Linked DNA regions of Mus musculus: all the other regions are linked to region 1. Evidence: chromatin contacts called from public Hi-C data. All regions are on one chromosome and are shown on one strand. The core of a region is the stretch at or near the end of the contact, and the rest is flanking DNA. Distances in the headings are between cores, read along the strand shown.

Region 1 (4,512 bases), core at 758-3,257:
CCCACTTCCTCTTTGCTTGAACCCACCAGGGCTCATTTCTGAGGGTGGATTCCCACCCCCCCCCCCCCGCGCTGCATGAAAAAAGAAGCCCAAATAGTCCTGAAGAGATGACCCAAGGACCTTTCTAGCGACTGCCGCTCTGAGGCTGAGGTGGGGTGACACCGCCGAGGACCGTTGCATTTACGAGATGTTTTATCTTTATGACAAAGGAGCAAATAGGGCCGTAGATGTGATAAGAAGAGAGGCGCCATCTGGAAAGCTTTCGTTCTGTCATGTGAGTCTGGGAGTCTGATGGAGAGCTGAGTCTCTCTCTCTCTCTCTCTCTCTCTGTCTCTCTCTCTGTCTCTGTGTGTGTGTGTGTGTGTGTGTGTGTGTCCATGTCCCCTGAGATTCTCTGAGTCAAGCCCTCATGGTACGCAACTGGTGATCTCAGCGTAGATCCTAAGGACAATTCCTGGACCCACCCTCTCCACACCTCCCCATCTCTGTCTGCTGATCCTCGGATACCCTCTCCCCACTTTACAATTCCAATTCCATGTGTACTCCACCCTGGGGTGGACCCTGTGGGAAACCGTAAGGAGACTTTTGGCATGGAAGGTTTGGGATCAGTGTAGCAAGCAACCCTGGGGAAAACCTGGCAGTATCCCCTTGGGCTCTGGCACCCCAGGAGGGAAAGTGGGCAATGGCTAGAGATGGTCACAAACTTCCCAGGACACAAAACATCAAAGCCCAAATTTAAAAAAAATGAAGCCAGCTACATGGATTACAAAAGAGACCTGGTTCTATTTGCTTTGTAGTAAGGCCAATGTCCCAATATGTGTACAAAGGGATATATACAAAACTTAGGAGCTCTGGAATAGGGGTAGGGACCCCACCACCCTTGAGTCACTCATTCAGGGGGTGTCTCCTCTCTTTCCCCCTTTCCTTCCTATGCTACACAGGAACAGGCAGGTGCGATCCCACTGTTCCAGCACAGAATCCTTGATCCAACATGGCCAGTCTGGCTTTGACACGCAAGTCCAGTTCGAATGTGATTTTGAAAGGCGGCCCCTAGCCCCTTACCCATGCAGACTGTGAGGTCTGGGGGAGGAGGGAACCTTGGCAGCACTGGGCCTGTAGGGATCCAGAGTTCTCAGGCAATAGAAGTGATCTGGGTTTGCTTTTGCTCTCTGCAGAACAGAGTCCTGGGGCAAAGCCAGTTGCTGTTCTGGCTCTGGGGGTGACAGCAGAATAGGGTGGACATCAGGAGAGCCAGAGCAATGACAAAGGCCAACACCCACCGGATGACACCCGGGTAGATGAAAGGCAGGATAAGGACAATGACAAGAGCCAACAAGAGCAAGTGTACAGCCAGGCGCCGGGCAGCTACACGGTTGACACTTACAGTGTCCTGTTCTTCTTCTCCTGTCCAGTTGGCTGGCCGAGTTGCTGAAGCGGCAGAACCCACTAGCCTCTGAGGACATAGGCGCACCTCTGGGCATGGCAGGGCCAGACGCCCCACCATCGCCTCCTGGTCTCGCAAGCTGCAGATGAGGCCTCCCGGGACAGCAGTGACCTTTCGGCACAGCGGACAGGGGATGGACCAGGTGTCTTCCTGCACATATAGCAGAAGCTTCAGGCATACGGCACAGAAGGTGTGCTGACAGCTAAGCAGCTTGGGGGACCGAGCACAGTTGTAGGGCTCTCGGCACACCAAGCATTCCAGGTCACCCTCCACAGAGATGCTGAGCCGCCCGGTGGGCCCCAAGGCAATGATGGTGCTGGTGGTGGTGGTACCCGCTGGGATAGGCTGTGGGGCCTCAGTGCAGGACATTCTGGGTACAGAGGTGGAGGGACAAGGCTGATCCGCGCACGGGCATCCGCATGCGACATCCACCGGAGCTGCCAGGACTTGCATGGGTTCCGGTCCTGTGGGGACGCTTCCAGTCTCCCTTCTGCTCTCTGCGGGTACCTGCTGACAACCGATGTCTGGCATCTTGCTCCCTTGGTTGCCCTGCTTGTTTCTCCGCTTATGTTGGTCCTTCAGTTATTATTATTTCTTTACTCGAAACCCAGGGTTAATCAGTAACTTGGAGACCTGGAGACTTTGAATTACCTGATAGAAGGGCCAAAGTGGGTGGAGTCTCATGAATCAGGACTTTCCTGTTGGGGCCATGCCTGGTGAGTGTCTACATGACAACCGACAGGGACGCTGTCTCTACTACTACGCTCTGGAGCGCACCAGTGACACCCCATCCCCACCTCCACCTCCACCCCTGGCCAATCAAAGCCCTGGTGTAGGGAAATGAGCAGAAACCCCACAACCCTTTAGAAATTACATTTATTCTCTGTGTGTGCCGGTGTAGGCATGTGACACATGTCTTCATGGTCCACATGTGGCGGTCAAGGGACTTGAAAGAGTCAGTTCTCTTGTGTAACGAGGGGGGTTCTGCGGGGTAGAACTTAGGGTGTCACAATTGCTGGCATACTTGCTGAGACATCTCATCAGCCTTTAAAAATGCAGAGTACCAGGCTCCGAGGCACAGAGGGGTAGATGTGTCAGGCCCGGATGGGGTGTAAACAACTGTAAAGCTCTCCAACATCTCTGTGGTCCTGATGAGGGTGACTGGGAAGCATCCCTCTGAGAAAGGCCTCCAGACCTTCTAGATTTCAGACTCAATGCAGAAGAGAGTGTTTGTGCCTTGAAAACATGGGCAAATGGGTGGCATTAGGAAAAAAGAGAAAGAGAGATTGGGCGAAGTGTTGGGGACAGGAAAGTCTGAACAGAAAACCGAAACTAACAAGCACACATTGGCCCATTCAGTTTCTTGTCATCCTCACAGCTGCATTAGCAGCTTCCGGTTCCCAGGTATTTATCTCTCCTGTCAGTGCACCGCGGGAACAGACCCCTGGCTCTAGGCACCCAGGCATAAGCATAAACTGCTGTTATTTGGGTCTTCTAAGAGCCAGCTCTCCCGGCCTGGGTCCTCACCTGTGGTCTCCTAGAATGCCAGCTCTGTAAGAAAGGTCTGGGCACAGGGGCAGGGTGTTGGCTTGTTGGCTGCCTGCCAAGGGGCCTACCACAGGGGCAGGATCTTGCCATGTCCAAGGTCTGGTTCCCAGTCTCGTGGAACTCAGCCATGTCAATCCATGAAGATTCTATTGGCCTCTGGGTGGCTGGCTTAAGCTGGTAGGACTCCATGTGGCATGGTAGAGGGGACGAAGTGTGGCAGTCATGAAATTCTGTCCCCCTCACCATGCCTGGAATGAGAGAGCTGGGATGGGGGCTAGAGAGATGGCTCAGCAGTTAAGAGGACTGACTGCTCTTCCAGAGGTTCTGAGTTCAATTCCCAGCAACCACATGGTAGCTCACAACCATCTGTAATGGGGTCTGTGATAATGGTGTTCCCTTATTTCCCTTATAATATATATATATATATAGAGAGAGAGAGAGAGAGAGCAAGCTGGGATAGATGTCCCTTCCCTCACAACAAACAACAACAACAACAAAAAACAAGAACAACAACTAGCACCACAGTGAATCCAGAGATGGCTTGTCAGTGGCTACTGGTGTCAAGCTTCTTGGGTTAAACCCTTCCCTCTACCCCGAGGGGCTGTGCCTGCCACAGGTTCAGTCTATGTGTGTGGAGCCTCCAGCAGGCAGAGGCTGCCTGTTCTTGCTTTGTTCCCCCCTCAGGGTCCCCTCACTCTGGATCCCAGCCCCAGTTTCCATTCTTTCTGCCTTAGGCTGGGTCAGCGGGGATTTCTTTCTACCCCAGTTTCTACCAGGTTCGTAGAAAGGCTCCTGGCCGTAGCCCTGGGTGTCTGTGTACAGAATGTTTTCAGATGACAGTGGCCTGTCTTCACTTTGAGTGATCACTGCTGCCCCCAAACCCTCTTATATTGGTCTGAGGGAGATGCGGTGGTGGGCAGGTTCCTAGAGAGGTAGGGGAATGGGGACAGGATGGGGGACACGTCATGGGATTCAGGGTGGAGACTGACTGATGGTGTGAGATTCCATCTGGCTGGCTGCAATTATTGGTTCTGGTCTAGCACATGATTTAAGCAACACCAATGAGATTGGACTCTGGGGCTTCTATGGGAACGTGTGTGTGTGTGTGTGTGTGTGTGTGTGTGTGTGTGTGTGTGTGTGTGTGTTGCAGTGGGGGCTGGGGGGGGCGGTGATGGTTTTCTCCTGGGTTTCCAAGCTTAAGGATGAAACCCTGTGTGTGATGGTTTGTATATTCTTGGACCAGGGAGTGGCACTATTTGGAGGTGTGGTCTTGTTGGAATAGGTGTGACCTTGAAGTAGGTGTGTCATTGTGGGTGTGGGCTTTAAGACCCTCACCCTAGTTGCCTGGAAGTCAGTCTTCCACTAGCAGCCTTTAGATGAAGACATGGAACTCTCAGCTCTGCCTGCGCCCTGCCTGCCTGGATACTGCCGTGCTCCCACCTTGATGATAATGGACTGAACCTCTGAACCTGTAAGCCAGCCCCGAAGTAAATGTTGTTTTTTATAAGACTTGCCTTGGT
Region 2 (4,512 bases), core at 764-3,263, 98 kb after region 1:
TAAGTCTGTATATTGATACAAAATTTAAAATTAATTTTGTTACTCTTAGATAGACGTTGTGCCTATACAACAAGAATTTAACATTTAAGAATACAAGGCTTAGATCCAGTCCTTCTAAAAGCTGTTTAGGATGATTAAGTAACACAAGTTAAGGGCCAGATAGTAAACTCATGGTTATGTTGGATTCTGATTTAATTATAATAAAGTGTTTTCAATTTACTCAAATAGAAAAGGCTAAGAATAGTTAAAGTTTAACAGTTCAGATATACTTTACATAGATCGTCTTAAAAAACATCAGAAATCCACAGAATGTGACATTTAATATTATTACATCATTAAGGATCACTTGACAAGACATGTCATCCTAACAGCTTCCCCATTCTCTTCCAAAGAAGAAATTGAGCATCAAAATCTCCATAAAGTAATGGCAAGGCAGATAAAATATTGTCCAAAGAAGACAAACAGATGTCGGATAGTTGACTGCTACGCTCTGCCAAGACAGGGTAAGCTAGTCCTTCATATTCCTGCTTCATTTCAAGGTCTGCCAGATGGCTCTGGGCCAGAAAACTGAAGACTGATGCGCAGACATTTTGAGAAATAGGGGACTGTCCTGGCAGTCCGCTGTCCTACAATTTGTTTAAGTTTTGGAAACTATGTTTTGTGCTTCCTAAATATTCAGGTAATATTTAATTTGTGCTCGTATTTCTGATGGGGTTGACGGCTAGTTATAGTCTCATGATCAAACTCAAGTTGTTTAGCATTGAGAGAAATGATATAGCGTTAAAAGGATGGTTTCCAGATGGTAATACAGACGAAAATCAGGACATAATCAGGTATAGAATTATAAGCGCTTTAGTTAGGATAGGTGGTAGAGTACTTTACCTAATTGACAAATATGATGGACTGGATGTTAATTGTATAGCATACGTTGTAATTTACACAATTGTTATGGTTATGTTCAATTTGTGTCTGAGAGAAGAACCTCCTCGTTCTGATTTGGACAGAAAAGGTGAAATGTTGGGGATTGGTTCTAATGCCTTGAATTAATCTGGCTCCCCAAATCAGGAATCTGTGTGTCCAAATGCTGAAGGTCCCTGTCCCCAGTTGGTTTTTGATTGATCAATAAAGAGCCAATGGCCATTGGTTGGGCAGGTAGACTGAGGCAGGACTTGGAGATTTGTGTGGGTTAGGAACTAGGAGAGAGGATGGGACAGAGATCACCATGACAGGGAAGAAGAAAGAACAGATCCAAAGGCCTGCCAACATGTGAGAATCAGGCCATGGGCCACTTCCTGGATTGGGTCTGGGTTAGCAGAGATGAAATCTAGATTTTGAAAGATGTTAACTCAGGAGAACCAGATGGGAGTGTTTGCTAGCAGGGGAAGATTTAAGAATGCCCAATCATTAAGCTAGTTATGGCATATCAAAATTAACTGGTCTCTCTCTCTCTCTCTCTCTGTGTGTGTGTGTGTGTGTGTGTGTGTGTGTGTGTGTGTGTGTGTTATTTGTGAATCCAGAGGGCTTTGGCAGGTGGCTGGGAGCGCTACCTGCTGGGAGCACAGAGTGATTAGCTAAATCACTGCCTCAAGAGACCACCATCCTGACTTAGATGATTACAGAGATCATCATTTTTATTCTTATTTTTCTTAGGGAGTTTATTTTTAATTATATGCATACATATGTTTATGTATGCGTGCGTGCGTGCGTGCGTGCATGCGTGCGTGTGTGTGTGTAGGATTTATATACATGGATGCAGTGCCCGTGGAAGCCAGAAAATGGCATCAGAGCCCCAGGAGCTAGGATTATTGGGGTTGTGAGCTGCTTGATACGGGTGGGAACCCAACTCAGGGACTCTGCAAGAACTGCAAACTCGCGTAACCTCTGACCCGCACAGTCACCAGCACAGGCTTGCCTGCTTCCCGAGCAGCATTTTCTCTCTTGGTGAGTGACAGGCCTTAGGTTAGTGCTCAAGGGAGGGGATAATGACCCGCCCTTGTTCCTAACCTAAAAGCTTCCTGCCAGATGGCGATCTTATGATCTTCCTGACAGTTCAGAAAGTCAAGTCTCCACCCAGCCAGAGATGCAGACAGCTCAGATCCCATTCTTCTGATTTAAAAAAAAAAAAACCTAAAAACCAAATTAAAAAAAAAAACCCAATCATGTCACAGAACAGATTTAAATGAATTAAAGAAACACAAAAATTTAAGAAGCACATAAAAAAAAAAGCCATGCGTGGAGCTGGGCAGTGGCTGAGCCTGACTGCTGAACAAGCGAGAGGAGCAGAGTTCGCATCCCTAGCCTTCTCCTCTAAGCAGGTGTGGAGGCATGTGTCTGTAACCCCAGCACCGGGTGTGGGGGAGGGGACACGGGTGGACTCCAGGGCTGGCTGTGTAGCCAGTCTAGCTGAACCAGTGAGCTCCAGGTTCAGTGAGGGGCCCTGTCTCTGAAACTCAGGTGGAAGAGCTTTTGAAGAAAACATCTTGACATCAACTCTGGCCTCTACGTGTGCTGGCACAGGTATGTGTGTGCATGCATGTGTGTGTATGTGTGTGTGTACATGTGCATGTGTGCATGCATGAGTGTGTGCGCATCTGTGCATGTGTACATGCACGTGTGTATGTGCACATGCGTGCACGTGTGTGTGCCTGTGTATGTGCACATGTGTACATGTATGTGCATGTGCACATGTGTGCATGTGTGTATGTGCACATGTGTGCATGTGTGTATGTGCACATGTGTGCATGCACAAAGAGTTAGGCTTTAATAGAATGGTATGTTCTTCCTTTAATCATTCTCAGCAAAGCCCGACTACCTCCATTTTCTTCCCTCGTGTCCAGTCTGTAATCGGGAGCTGCCCTTTCACATAGAATTTTTAATTTAAATTTCAGAGTCGCTGTCATGAGCGTGGTCTACCAGAAACGTAGACGGACAGACCTGTGTCTTCCATAATGCCTGAGTTTATTGAATGGCTACAGATCCACAGGTCCTGTCTGTTTCACTGACTGCAGTTGACCGAGTAGTTCCAATTTCCCTAGAAAGCACGGCTGTTGGTAACCACAGCTTCTTTCATTACCATCCTAGTTGTTAGTCCTAACTCAGAACTCACAGTACATGCTACACAGGTGAATATGTGTATTATGTGCATGTATGCATTAATAGATACATTGCATGTGTGCTCTCTATACACAATACATGCTACATGTACATATATGTTACAGAATGGCTATGAACAGGGCTAAAGAGGCACCAGCAGTCAGAGTGTAAAGAGGCCTTACTGGAGGCAGAGGAGGACAGCTGACAGAGGTGCCACGTCGCTGCAGGAGGATAACAGGCATGCAACAGTTCCCAAAGAACTGTTGGGAGAGAGGCAGAGATGACCTGGCAGTCCCAAGTTGCTGGGTCTGACACAACCACAGGGTGGTGTTCATCCTAACTGCAGAGGCATGCAAGTGAGGTTCAGGCTGGTGGATAAAGGGATAGATGGATGGGTGTACAGATGGTTGTCGGATTGGGCCTTATCAGACATCGGGGAGCCACTCCTCGTGCTGAGCCAAAGCCCCTGAGATGGTTGGGCACTCCCTGTCTATTGGTCCTTTGACACGCACACGCTAGGTAGCTGGAGAACAGGTTTGCGGGACCACTGATATTTCAGTATTAGGTATTCTTCTTATGGAGCCCAGAAGAAAATGCCATGGCCTCTGTTATTTTGGTGTGTTTGGTCAGTTTCTCATTTGGGTTTAAACATTCACACATTGACCTGTAAGTATGTTTTTAATTTTTGGGAACAAGTTATTATCTGTCTGTGTCTCCTGGCTGGTGCTGGACAGGGTGGTGTCTGCATGCACATTGATACGGTCTCCTGTCTCTGTATTCTTGATCAAAATGGAACTAAATGATGCTTGTTGTGTAAATGGAGTCACCCAGGGCAAAATACTCCCCCAATAGCTGCTGTTTCACCCCACATGGAGGAACTTAGAACAGGACCCTGCTGTGTCTCGGCAGAGGGCAACAGTGATGTGTCCTCCCTTGACATGGCAAGGCCATCTAAGGAGAAGCAATTACAACATTTCCCCTTAAGATGAGTGGCAGCAGACGAAACAGTTGGAGTCTGAGGCTATGAGGGAGGGACCTTCAACCCTGCTCCGTTTCAACGACTGATTTCAGTTCTCTGGTGATCCGATGCCCTCTTCTGGTTGCTTCAGGTACTGCATGTAAGTAGAGCGCTGGTTAACAGAAGATTGGCTGTGATCTTCACCACATAAGTTTCCTAAGTGGAAAGCAAAATAAAACAGGCAAGGAAAACTCCAGAGTGGCCACAACATAGGAAACACAGCATAAGCTACCATAGCAACGCTGCACAACTTAACTTCATATGTTACAGCTTTGAAAATAATCAAAATTCACTTAAATGAGGGGCAATGGTACTTACTGAACTGAAAGCAAAATTTAAGTACTGTTTAGAGAGCCATGCCAACAGTGAGTGAAGCCTCCGAAAACCAAGATGGGGGGATG
Region 3 (4,512 bases), core at 710-3,209, 88 kb before region 1:
GCAAACTCCAGGGATCCTCCTGCCTCCGTACCCCCAGTACTGCCATATCTGAATGTTTTTCACCTGGGTTCTGGGGACCTGAACTCAGATCCTTACACTTTTGTGGAAAGCACTTTGCTGAGTGAGCCAAGACATCCCCTCTCATCCCCTTGAAATGCATAGTCTCTCAAGGGAATCAGAGAGGTACACAGAAATCACAGCCCACCTTGACTGCCACTTAGTAGGTGCTGTATAAATTTAGGTTTCCTTACTTTAGTTTGCCTCTAAGAGGATATGAAGGTGGAGAGATAGCTGGGCTGATCCATTCGGGAGCCCAAGATGGCTGCTTTAGCTCTAGTTATCACATCTGAATTCCAGCCAACAGAAACTTCAGACCCACGGGGACAAACACTAACCAATTCTCTATGAACAAATAAAAAGCTGCTTCCTTGAGCATTTTGGATCCCGGGAAGGACTAGATGGGAAAAGGCAGGCAGAAGGGCAGAGCAGTGTCATTACTGCAGCTGACCCCAAGTGGCCCTCATACCTACTGCCCACAGCTCTGGCTTCCTCTGCTACTGTCTTGGCCACACACAGTCCGCCAGCTGCTGTTCTATAAAGACCCACGATGTTGTTGCTGGTACCCCATGTTTACAGTCAGTGGAGGGGAGGTCTCCCAGGGGTAAGGTGGGGCAAGGGTGGGTGTGACACAGTTGACACTGAAGTTTTCAGCCCATGACCACCTCCCCAGCTGTCCCTCTGAGCTTTGCCTGCTGCCTGGTACAGTCAGGCATCACTAATGTAAAGCAGCCATCTTTCATGACTGATGAAAAAAAGCCCCAGGACGCACCAGGCAGCTCCCAGCACATGCTGTCAACCAGCAAAGGCTTATTAGACTATTGGCCAAGAGACTGTGGACTCCAGTTACCAGGTCCATGTGGGCAGGAATGGGCCCCAACATTTCCCCTTTCCTGCCTTACAAGAGACCTGGCCTGGCTGCCACCACCCCACCTGTCTATGCCGATGATCCTTCCCATGCCCACTAGGCCCTGGGTTCCCCAGTGCCACTTGTTTCTGTAAAATGAAGCTGACAATAACCGCAGCCCCATATGGGCTGGCATGGGCAGGAGACCATGGGGATACAGGCGTGTTTGGCAGGACTGCAAATGGCTGACCAGGCTCTGGAGGTTTAGGAACACAGGCAACATTCTGGCAGAGGGCCCAGGCTCTGAGGCAGTTCCCTGGGTTTCTGGCTTGAATCTACAATGTCCTCTCAGGCTCAGGTTCATTCTCTAACTGGTGGTGTTGTGAGGCTGTGAAACCTGTGCTAGCGCCCTGTGGGTGGAGTAGGTCACTAGAAGTGGGCTTTCAATGGGACACCCAGACCCTGGCTCCTCCCTCGCCCTTTGATTTCAAGCTATCCCTCTGTGAACTGCTTCCTGTTGGACCTTTCCCTCCCTGGCAGACTGAAACCTGACTAAGCCGTGAGCGCAGATAATTCCTCGCTTAAGGTATTTCTGCCAAGGAGCAGAAAGTCACTGGTATGCTCGAGTTTGCCACTCCAGCCTCGGTTTCCACATCTGGACAGTGGATCAGTATGCCTTCCTGGGACTTTTTGTAGGGTCTCCTGACACAGGGTGGCTGTTGTCACTGCTGGTGCTATTACTGACTGTGAACTCTGTGACAGGTTCTTTGTTAAGTCCTAGACATCAGGTACATCCTCTGGGACATGGAGAGATTTGTCCTGGACAGCTTCACTCGGTGAGCCCTGCGATGGTGAAAACCCTCCACTTCCTGCAGCCTAGAGTGGGGCAGGCTGACAGGCAAACCGGCATCTTAGCCAGGGTCCCTTTATCCATCCCAGACATTGTCCACGCCTGCCACAGGGAGGACGGACAGACAGGTCTGTAGTCTCTGCTGCAAACGGAGCTGCCAGGCAAGTCCTACAGAGGGAGCCCTGCCAGCCCCTCTTCCAGCAAGCTGCCAAGGAAAGGCAGGGACACAAAGGCAATGCTAATTACCTCTAATTAGTCAGAGGAGGGAAGCACCGCTTTGCTGAGGCCCCTAATGTGATAAAGAGCTATTATTAGGCAGAGCTACAAAGCTGAGCCAAAGCCAAGGTCTTTGAGGAGGGAGAGGTCTGGGAGCAGTTAGTCTCCAGGGTGGAGAAGTGAGAGTGGTGACCTGGCTGAAGAGGAGGGGACTAATATTAGGGAGCACTCATGAGCCCAGAGCCCTAGGCCTTGCATCTTCAGTAAACATCCCATATAATGGGCCAGTGCTATATTATGTTCTTGCTTGGCCGGCACCAGGGTCTACTGCTTTGAGTGCAGCCCATGTCCTGCCCCGAAGTCCTCTGCGTGCTTTGGTTATATATGGGGGAAGTGTGGTGGTGGTGGTGGTGGCGGGACAGCTCTGACTGGTCATCTGGGGTGAAGGTGTTGAGGGGGTTTGGTAATTTGAGGACTCTAGGGGTTTGGATCCAGCCCTGTGAATTGCTTGTTAGGAGACAGGAAGTTTTCTAACCCTTGATTTCCTCATCTGTAAATGAGGTAGAACAGTCCCTGCCTGGAGGGTAGCTTGAGGATTATAGCCACCAGGGAACGGCTGGGATTGAGCTCAGCTCGCAAGAGGCAGGTATGTGCAGGTACCATCTCCAAGTGCTGGAGTGACCTGGTGCCCCTCATACACAGGCCAATGGGACAGACCAAGACTCACCACGGAGGTCAGGTCCACATTCTCCATCCTCCGGTCCTGCAGCAGCACAGGCTGGAGGCCGGCGACGCGGAGCTGCACGGAAGATGTGCGGTACACGAAGCTCAGCAGCCAGTCTCCCCTACAGGCAGAAAGAGGGGCCATCAGCCTGAGCCCGGGCAGGTTGGGCCTTTGACCCGTGGGCAACTGACCAACTGGGCATAGTTACTACACAGACTGGGTTGGCCTCAAACTCACAATCCTTCCATGTCAGCCTCCAAGTGCTAGGATGGCATGTGGGCACCAGAGTGGTCTCTAGATGCTCTCAGGGCTCTGGCCTCCAGCTGGTACCTCCTCCTTCCCCTCCAGAGATGAATCCCTTTACAAGGGAACCTTGCTCTTTTCCTGTAGGCTCATCCATCACAGGCCCTTTATTGACTGTCCCTCCCTGGCCTTCAGCTGTCACCCAGGGCCTCTGGTCTCTGAGCTCTGCAGGGTGCTTGCCTAGTATACACAAACCCTGCTTTTGTTCCTTAGCACTGTGTAAGTCAGAATCGGAGGGTGCCTGTCTGTGCATCACGACGCCCGCCCGGGAGGTGGAAGCAGAGGATCTTTGGCTATATAGAGAGTTCAAAGCCAGCCTGAGCTATATCAGAGCCTGCCTCAACAAAATAAAGGTCACCACTCATCCCTGTAGCCTGCCCTTTGACTCTGAGCTTGGAGTGTCACCTCCAGGTCACTTGGTGATCATCCTATGTGTTTGCATGTGCCTTATCCACAACCTTTGGGCCCTGTGGCAGTTGAGAACTCATGAGGTTTGAAGTTTTTACAGCTAACCAGCCTGTGGGCTCCCTGATTCAGGACTGTCTCGTGAGGCTTGGGGTGGGGGCTGCTTTTTGGGGGCTTGGGGATTTAACTCAGAATGGAACTCTTAGGGCCTCTCTACAAATGCCAAATGGGGCTGCTCTCCCACTCCCCTCCTGACCCCCAGGCCCCACCACTTGCCAGAAGGCCTGTTGCCCAGGCTACTGACTCTGCAATGCCAGCTGCTTCTATCTTCCCACCCATGCCCAGAAATCACGCTCCAAAAACGGAGCCCAGACGCCAGCACTGCCAATGGCACACACGGGCATGCCTTAGCCCCAAAGAGCTCTCGTCTCAGGTGCTACCCCACGCTTCCTCCTTCAGAGTCATCCTGCAGGGGATGACACAGGATCCCACAAGACCCTCCCCTGCCATCCTGCAGGGTGGGACGCCTCCCAGATCTGAACCTCTGGGCCTAGGCACAGTGCTGACACGCCCATGATCAGCTTCTGGTACCTTTCAGCATAGAGACTTCTTGTCTCCAGAAAGGGTGGGGAAGGGCACACCCGGAGCTCAGGAAATGTGGTTTCCTCCCCCGTGGCATGAGCTTCAGACAGACCTGCAGTAGCCATTGATGATTCTCCCAGACACCACATTCCGGAATGGTTCCCAGTGCTTGGGGTCCCCTTCTACTGGTGCGCCCAGAAGGACCACATCCTCGATGATCCCTTGGCAATCTGGTGAGAGACCCCAGAAGAGTCTGTCAGTGTTCTTGCACACAGTGGTCCTGATGGGAAGGGATGGGGTGGATTGAGATGGGGAAAGGAAGGGGGTAGTGCACACACATACACAAGCGCACGCGTGCACACACACATACACCCCCCCCCCCCCGACACACACACACCAGAAGTGGAGGCTGACACAGGGTTCCAGGCCAAGTCGACCCTCACATGTCTGATCCATTCCTGCAAAGTGTCACTGTGAAAGTTAAGGCAAGCAGCACACAGCCACATAGACAGCACATGGCACAGTCCG

What was found. Hi-C and Micro-C count contacts between places; a contact is called where the count stands out from the background.
Region 2: a Hi-C map of the N1E-115 cell line shows a contact between it and region 1, with 4 times the contacts expected there. The contact joins the enhancer-like site here to the promoter of Rnf186 in region 1. A contact is called at or near these places in 11 of 39 promoter capture datasets (the HPC-7 cell line, cranial neural crest, embryonic stem cells and 7 more), 2 of 484 Hi-C or Micro-C datasets (the N1E-115 cell line and embryonic stem cells), 3 of 115 datasets of contacts at active chromatin or transcription factors (all in embryonic stem cells) and 2 of 9 other capture datasets (adipose tissue and liver).
Region 3: a contact with region 1 is called in a Hi-C map of the N1E-115 cell line, with 2.8 times the contacts expected there. The contact joins the enhancer-like site here to the promoter of Rnf186 in region 1. A contact is called at or near these places in 3 of 39 promoter capture datasets (the 3T3-L1 cell line, frontonasal cranial neural crest and macrophages), 2 of 484 Hi-C or Micro-C datasets (the N1E-115 cell line and forebrain), 6 of 115 datasets of contacts at active chromatin or transcription factors (bone marrow-derived macrophages, embryonic forebrain and embryonic stem cells) and 3 of 9 other capture datasets (liver, macrophages and pancreatic islet).

Annotation. Positions count from the first base shown.
Region 1 is chr4:138,964,614-138,969,125 of GRCm38.p6, reverse strand. Rnf186 (ring finger protein 186) reads right to left here and starts at 2,007. Exons shown (of 1, transcript NM_025786.4): 1 at 761-2,007. The coding sequence starts at 1,813. The coding sequence ends at 1,133. Gm42333 (a long non-coding RNA gene) reads left to right here and starts at 4,445. Exons shown (of 3, transcript XR_881524.1): 1 at 4,445-4,463.
Region 2 is chr4:138,866,277-138,870,788 of GRCm38.p6, reverse strand. Gm32930 (a long non-coding RNA gene) reads right to left here. Exons shown (of 5, transcript XR_881523.3): 4 at 4,430-4,512; 5 at 2,163-4,267. Among named protein-coding and RNA genes, the nearest start is that of Gm32930, 5.1 kb to the right of the region's middle. Within about 2 kb of position 2,013, at least 2 of the 459 cell types and tissues checked have an H3K27ac peak or open chromatin away from gene starts, as enhancers often do. A contact at or near this core is called in the N1E-115 cell line, where this site is marked.
Region 3 is chr4:139,052,203-139,056,714 of GRCm38.p6, reverse strand. It overlaps Tmco4 (transmembrane and coiled-coil domains 4), which reads right to left. Exons shown (of 17, transcript NM_029857.3): 15 at 4,097-4,214; 16 at 2,698-2,815. Among named protein-coding and RNA genes, the nearest start is that of Htr6, 21 kb to the left of the region's middle. Within about 2 kb of position 1,959, at least 23 of the 459 cell types and tissues checked have an H3K27ac peak or open chromatin away from gene starts, as enhancers often do. A contact at or near this core is called in the N1E-115 cell line, where this site is marked.